Linked DNA regions of Sus scrofa: region 1 is linked to region 2. Evidence: chromatin contacts called from public Hi-C data. All regions are on one chromosome and are shown on one strand. Each heading gives the region's core, a stretch centred on a gene start, on an enhancer-like site or on the middle of the called end of the contact. The rest is flanking DNA. Distances are from core to core; before and after follow the strand shown. Region 1 has its middle 340 kb from the start of SPRY1. Region 2 has its middle 490 kb from the start of SPRY1.

Region 1 (3,035 bases), core at 212-2,711, 150 kb after region 2:
TTATACAGATTTCATCCCGTCATATCAACAGCCCATATAGCCAAAGAAAGGGCTTTCTAACACATTGTTTCATTGGTGTTTATGTGTTTCTACCCTAAACAGACAGATGCAGATTAAGCAATGCGTGTCAATCCCATTATGAGGCTGTGAAATGGGCAGAAGTTTTGCTACATACACATGCAATAACACACATTGTGAACATCCTGTTTACTTGGCTCGTCCTCAGATGATTTGGCTGTGGTGTATCAGTGCATTACTGACAGCTGGGAATTTCTCCAGTGGAACATGCCTTTCCTATGACAAACATCCAAATAGCAGTGGGAACACGTGTCTGCCCACCGTGTCCATACAAAACAGCACAGTTCCTCCAAATGCAGAGCATGTTGGGTGCTCGGGTTTTGTTGGAAAACCTCTGAGGGGCCCCCAGTGACCTTTAGAGGCTGCATGAGATAATACATTCTTGGACCCCTATTTCCGGACGGCTTTGGGCAAGGTCAGGATGGCAAATATCCCACTTCCACAATATCAGATGTTACGGTAATTCCTTTTAGCTAATGTGTAAGAGCAAAGGAATGCCTTCAAACCTCATCTAGGCCCTGTGGAATCTGTTGAAAATGCATGACAGCTGTGGGCTTTGGCGAGGCTGTCTGTGAATGTATGAGATTTGGAAACAATTCAAAGCTAGAAATAACTGTACAACTCATAACCCTGCACCACGGCTTGCTCTCTCCCTCTCTCTCTCTCTTCCCATCACTCATTTCACACACGCTGTAGCTGGGTCACCATCTCATCCTCATGACTTTCATGCATTCTTCATGGCCGGGAACTGTGGGTAACATCCTCCCCGAATAAACACAGATGTGAAAAGAAGAAAGAAACAGGGGCGGGGGTCAGAGCAACAGAATGATTTTAATAAGGCACAAGAACAGGAAATTGAGAAAGAGCCTTTTTTTTTTTAATATCCAATTGGGAGTTGCGAAGCAGCAGCAAACTCACTTGTTTAAAAGCCCATCTGCAGTTAGAATCATCATCGAGCTTTCCAGTGATTTATAGAGGCTCTCATTTTCTTAAACCTGCGTTATTTTTAAAGGCTGTGACTATTTACACTGAGCTTTGGGGACTTTTACATGCATTTTCTGCCCCTCACCGTTCACTCTCACAACGAGAGTTTGCACTTCATGCTGTTGAGAAGCGTAGGATGATGGGGAAAGGACATAGGAGAAACGGGGTCCACTTCAAAACATTTCTAAAATCAAATGATGATTATCCAAATACCTCACTGATTCTGACGTCAAAATTCCTACTCTTATCATTTTGACTTAAATGTCATCCCACGATTTAAAAACATTCTGCAACCTGACTTATAAACAATGCATCCTAGGAAACACCGGCTCCTCTCCCATGACTTCTGCTGCTGCTAAGGACAGTTCAGTTGGCCTCCACACCCATGGGCAGATTGGTTCCAGGACCTCTGCAGATGCCCAAGTCCCTTACATAAAATGCTGTAGCAGTGGGCTCCATCTCCACAGATTCTGGTTGGCCGACTACAGATGTGGAAATCACGGTTCCGGAGGGCTGAGTGTATGTTTAAAATATGACCTCTTGGCACAATCAGGTTATTCTCATACAGTTTTTCCTTTCTAGCTAACCCTGGCTTTGACACACATGGTGGCTGTGTGTCAGTCATTAATAACACAAACTCTTAAACAGCCCAAAACAAACTGCACATTATCATTATCCATAGTTTGGCCAAGGTAACCCCCCCCAAGATGGAGGCTTTAAAAGTAAGGAATTAGTTCTCCAGTTAATAATATCTCATCAATATCCTAAAATGAAACAAAACCACGCATAACATATTTAAAAATAACTTAGGGCACGGAAAATAAGGTAAAGGGGGAAAAACAATTCCTACTGAGGGCATGAAAAACAATGTAAAGGGGAGAAAACAATTCCTACTGAGAATGGGCTGGATGCTGTCAAGCACCTCATCAGCCAGCTGGATCTATTTAAGTGTTCAGAAGTGGAGAAAAAAATTACTGGGGCTATCCATGCACAAAAACTAACACCTAACTTGAAGAATAGATTCCCAAAGAAACTCACTGGGGGACACAGATGCTTGCTTGGGGGCATTTACTCTTATATTAAGATCAATTCTAACAAGCTGGGTTATTTGGATTCCCAGGCCACAATGGATTAGAAACAGCACATTAAAGAAAGACAGTGCTCTGGTGGAGGAAAATGCACTGGCAGCTACCAGGAGCACAGCTGGCCAGGGAAAAGAACACCAAGATTCCCTATTGTGGCTTAATGGTAACAAATCCGACTATGATACAGGTTCGATCCCTGGCCTCGCTCAGTGGGTTAAGGATCCTGTGTTGCCAAGAGCTGAGGTATAGGTCACAGATGTGGCTTGGATCTGGCTTTGCTGTGGCTACAGCGTAGGCCAGCAGCTGCAGTTCTGATTCGACTCGTAGCCTGGGAACTTCCATATGCCTTGGGCGTTGCCCTTGAAAATAACTTCAGGAGTTTTCTACCAGAAAAGAAAACCAGAGACAGATTCTGCTTCTATCCTTTAATACCTAAGAATGGAAAATTGGGAAGATATTACTCTATACACACACATATACGCACTCACACACATACACTAACACATGCAACACTCCACACCAGTGACAGGAAGGGCTAAAAGGAGGAGTGTGCCTTCCATGTCAGTTTCACAGAGGGAAATTCATACAGTGATTTAGGCAAGTGAGTGACTAGGCAAGACTGAGGAGAGAGGGACATTTCTTGTGTAGAGCACTTATGGACAGTCAGCAAAAGGTAGAAATGCTTAGGGATTAGTTGTCTGAATGGAAAGAGAGCACTTGTCATCCTGACTCTCTTGTCTAGATGTCACATAACCTCTTCATAGCACTGAAATCCCCATGCCTCTTCATGACCATCAGGCAATACACGAGCCTAGCTCTCATCATGTATCTATGACTCTACCTGCTTGTAAACTCCTGCTGGAAATCCCCCAGTGGACACCAGCACCA
Region 2 (3,425 bases), core at 896-3,395:
GCCAAAACTGCTTGGGTAAGTCAAATAAGTTGTGCCCACCTAAAGGATTCAGAAGAACATGAGAAGAGTGAGAGTATACAGAGAAGAGAAAGAAACATTCTCTGGGGAAAGATGCAAATCTCCTGGCCTCCAAAGGTCTTAGTAAAACCTACACAGTTGCATTTAATAGTATCCAAGTCAATCAAGTTTATATCAGGCTGAGAGCATACCTGTACTCTTCTAAGACTGTGCTGTTACACATAAGCCTAAAGTCCTCCAGAACAGAACCTTGTCTGGAAACTTGCTAGAGACCTCCTCACCTGGGTCAGGTGCACTTCATTAGTCTTGAGGTATACAGTGTACAGTATGATTGTTACAGGACCATACTCAAAACTCTGGCTTGAAACACTTGCCAGGCATGTTCGCAACCTGCACAGCCTAACACAGCTTGATCTGATTACCATCTCGAATATTGTGCAGTTACCCAGCGATTTCTAGAAGGTCTCAGCTATAGGACCCCTCATCCTGCAAGGAAGCCGAACATGGGAAAATTGAAGTTCCAGAAAGAGGAAAAACAATAAATGCTGGGAAAGGAGATCATTAAACCAGAAACATTTAAAATTTTCTCAAGCAAAGACTTGAATTTCCAGACTGGAAGAGCTTATCAGGAAACACATGTTAATACATATATCCTGATAAAAATTCCTGAATTCCAAGGAGGCATCTTAATAAGCCTCCAAACAGAAGAAGTGGTTATTTGCAAGGAAAAAAAAAAACAAAGACATTTAGCATTGAACTTCTCCTCTACTACATAGGAATTAAGAAGGGAATCGATCATTTACGTGTCCAAAAAAAAGAAAAAGAAAGAAATGCAAGGATCAGAAACATAAAAAAAGGTGTGCTCTGTTGGCAGCAATTACTAGACAAAGGATTATAACCAAACAAACATTAACCAGAACAGAAACTTCAAGAAAGAAGAACACAGGATGAGAGAATTCCTGAGAACATGAACTTTAAAATTAAAGGTGGTCATGTTTGACTAATTTCAGGCTGTTGGAATTTAAGCAAATGAGATGAGCTCAACTTCTGTGTTATCTCTTTTGAAGAAAGATACCTACCCTGGACCTCATCTTTCTCTCTGCTTCATGGCTAAGAAGTGGGGAAAATTAAAGCAAACTTGAAAGGCATGTTGAGAATAAAAGAGTCACTCCACCAACCACAGGCTGAACACATCTTGACTTACTTGTGAGAGAATTAAAATGATAGTATTTGATTCTCCTGTATTTAAGGTCTCTTTGAAACAGCAGCTTACTCAACTACAACTTCTCAGGAAGGTTTCGCTCTAGCTTGGCTCAAGGTTTAGGTACTTTTCTTTAGACTAAACCTTATGAGATTACTGATGTACATTGGATAGTTGCTGACCATAGAAAAATGGCATTTTATGTGGTTCAATCTAATAGTTACAAGTTCACAGTTGAATTCCTGTGTTATAAATTCAAAAGGCTCCTCATACCTCTTTTTGTCCCACTATATTCCTCAAGGAGAAAATAATGAGTCCCTTAGTCAGTTTTATTCTTTCAGGACTGGGGGATCTTTGTAAATCAAGAAATGACTAAACAATGTGATGGAAAGGAGCAATACTATGATTATATTCTGCCAGAGAGTACAAGGAGAGTAAGACTCAGAGGTCTTTTTTTTCCTCATATTTGCTTCAAAGATAGGAGGGTTGTTTTTGTTTGATTGTTTTGTAAATATCTTTGTATTGTCTGTTTTTTCCATTTGTTCTGCTCATGTGAATTTTTTTCCATGTATATTTGCTCATTTTTGATTATATGGATGCTTTTCTTTTTGAAAATTTTTGACAATTTTTAAGTCTGAGATGAAAGTAGATTCTTCCAGAAAGTATTCAGTATTGTTCCTACCAAGTAATGGAGAATACTACCAATCATTTTAATGATTAAAGAATCATTTAAAGTTAAATTCAGTTTCAGCTGTGTATGATAATACCGGTAGTATTAACTGGTGCTGCAGATCCATGATAGAGATGATGCATGGTTACAACTTCTCAGGAAGGTTTCCCTCTAGTTTGGCTCAGGGTTTAGGCACATTTCTTTGAATTCTTCTGGGAGTAAACAGGAAAGGGGATAGCTTAATTCCTCTTCATTCTTATTCAGAGGATACAACTTTTGGCTGCTTCCACTTGAGGACTGGACTGCCCCTGACTCTCCACTCTAGGCAGATACTGAGCCTTGAATTTAGCCCTTTATGTCCCAGTACAGACCTCAAAACTGAAGGTCAAGTTTGCCTCATTCAGCAAAGGCCTTCAAGGATAAAAGTGGCTTCAGTCATTGTCTTACTGCTCTAGGTTCTTGCTTTTGGCTAGAAGTTGTCCTGAGAAGTCTTCTTATGTTTTTGATTATTTGATTTTGTAATGATGTAAATATATATGTGTGTGCATGTGTGTATTTATATATATATATAAACATATATATATATGTATATATATAACTTGTTACTTGTTTTCAGTGGGAGTATTTGCTCAAATACCTTTCAGTCATAACTAGAAAATAAGGGCATCAATAAATGTAAAACTAAATATTTTCAATATTAAATTTACAAAAGTATTGAGGGATCTGTCATATCCATCTCTAACTTACCCATTTCTCCTGCCTCCACCCTTCTTCCCATCATGTTATTTATATCCTGGAATTTATATAGGGACTGATGAGCCAATTTGAATCGTGCACATAGTGCTCAAATTCCTGTATAGAACACTTAAAGCTCAATGGCTGTTGATTTCCAGACATTTATTTGGTACTTGAATATCTCTGCTCTGCATCAAGATACTCCTTAACTTGATATCAAAATATCTCTAAAAATGTGTTCTAAATACGTTTTGTTTGATGATTAAAATCTTTCAAAGACAGGAATTTGATAAAATGTCTGAAGTAATTATAACAGGAAGAATAAAAAAATGAGTAGATATCTTAAGACATAAATATGAAAGAAAATGAGGATCCTCTCCTCCAGAGTATGTAGTACAAAGTTAAAATATTAGTCAATGATTAGGAATGCAAAACAATCCCAGTCCTTCTATGAGTATAATGTGAAGTTGTAGCATTTGCAAGTCCTGTTTCTTTTCTTTCTTATTCTTCCTTTGAGAATAGGAAAGAATTTACAAACCAAATTCTTCATACATGATATCTTCTTCATGGACTCTTAAAAGTATTGGCACCCTAGACACAAAATGTACCATAAGACATTCCTTTGTATTTTTCATAGTTTCATGGGAAGGAACTTATGCAAATTATAGTCACAGACAAAACATATCCTGGTGACATCATGATTTCACTGAAAACTTTCCAACACTGAAAAAATATGTTTCTTCCATCCTTACCCTCCCCCTCTGGTAGCAACAGGCACATCCAGCTGTTGTTTTTAGAGAA

The links. A called contact is a pair of places that touch in the nucleus more often than the background predicts.
Region 1: a contact with region 2 is called in a Hi-C map of retroperitoneal adipose tissue, with 2.3 times the contacts expected there. The contact joins two enhancer-like sites. A contact is called at or near these places in 2 of 47 Hi-C or Micro-C datasets (heart right ventricle and retroperitoneal adipose tissue) and 1 of 2 datasets of contacts at active chromatin or transcription factors (skeletal muscle).

What each region holds. Positions count from the first base shown.
Region 1 is chr8:100,523,795-100,526,829 of Sscrofa11.1, forward strand. It overlaps a transcript of SPRY1 not described here. Among named protein-coding and RNA genes, the nearest start is that of SPRY1, 340 kb to the right of the region's middle. Within about 2 kb of position 1,462, at least 32 of the 83 cell types and tissues checked have an H3K27ac peak or open chromatin away from gene starts, as enhancers often do. A contact at or near this core is called in retroperitoneal adipose tissue, where this site is marked.
Region 2 is chr8:100,370,521-100,373,945 of Sscrofa11.1, forward strand. No RefSeq gene overlaps it. Among named protein-coding and RNA genes, the nearest start is that of SPRY1, 490 kb to the right of the region's middle. Within about 2 kb of position 2,146, at least 9 of the 83 cell types and tissues checked have an H3K27ac peak or open chromatin away from gene starts, as enhancers often do. A contact at or near this core is called in retroperitoneal adipose tissue, where this site is marked.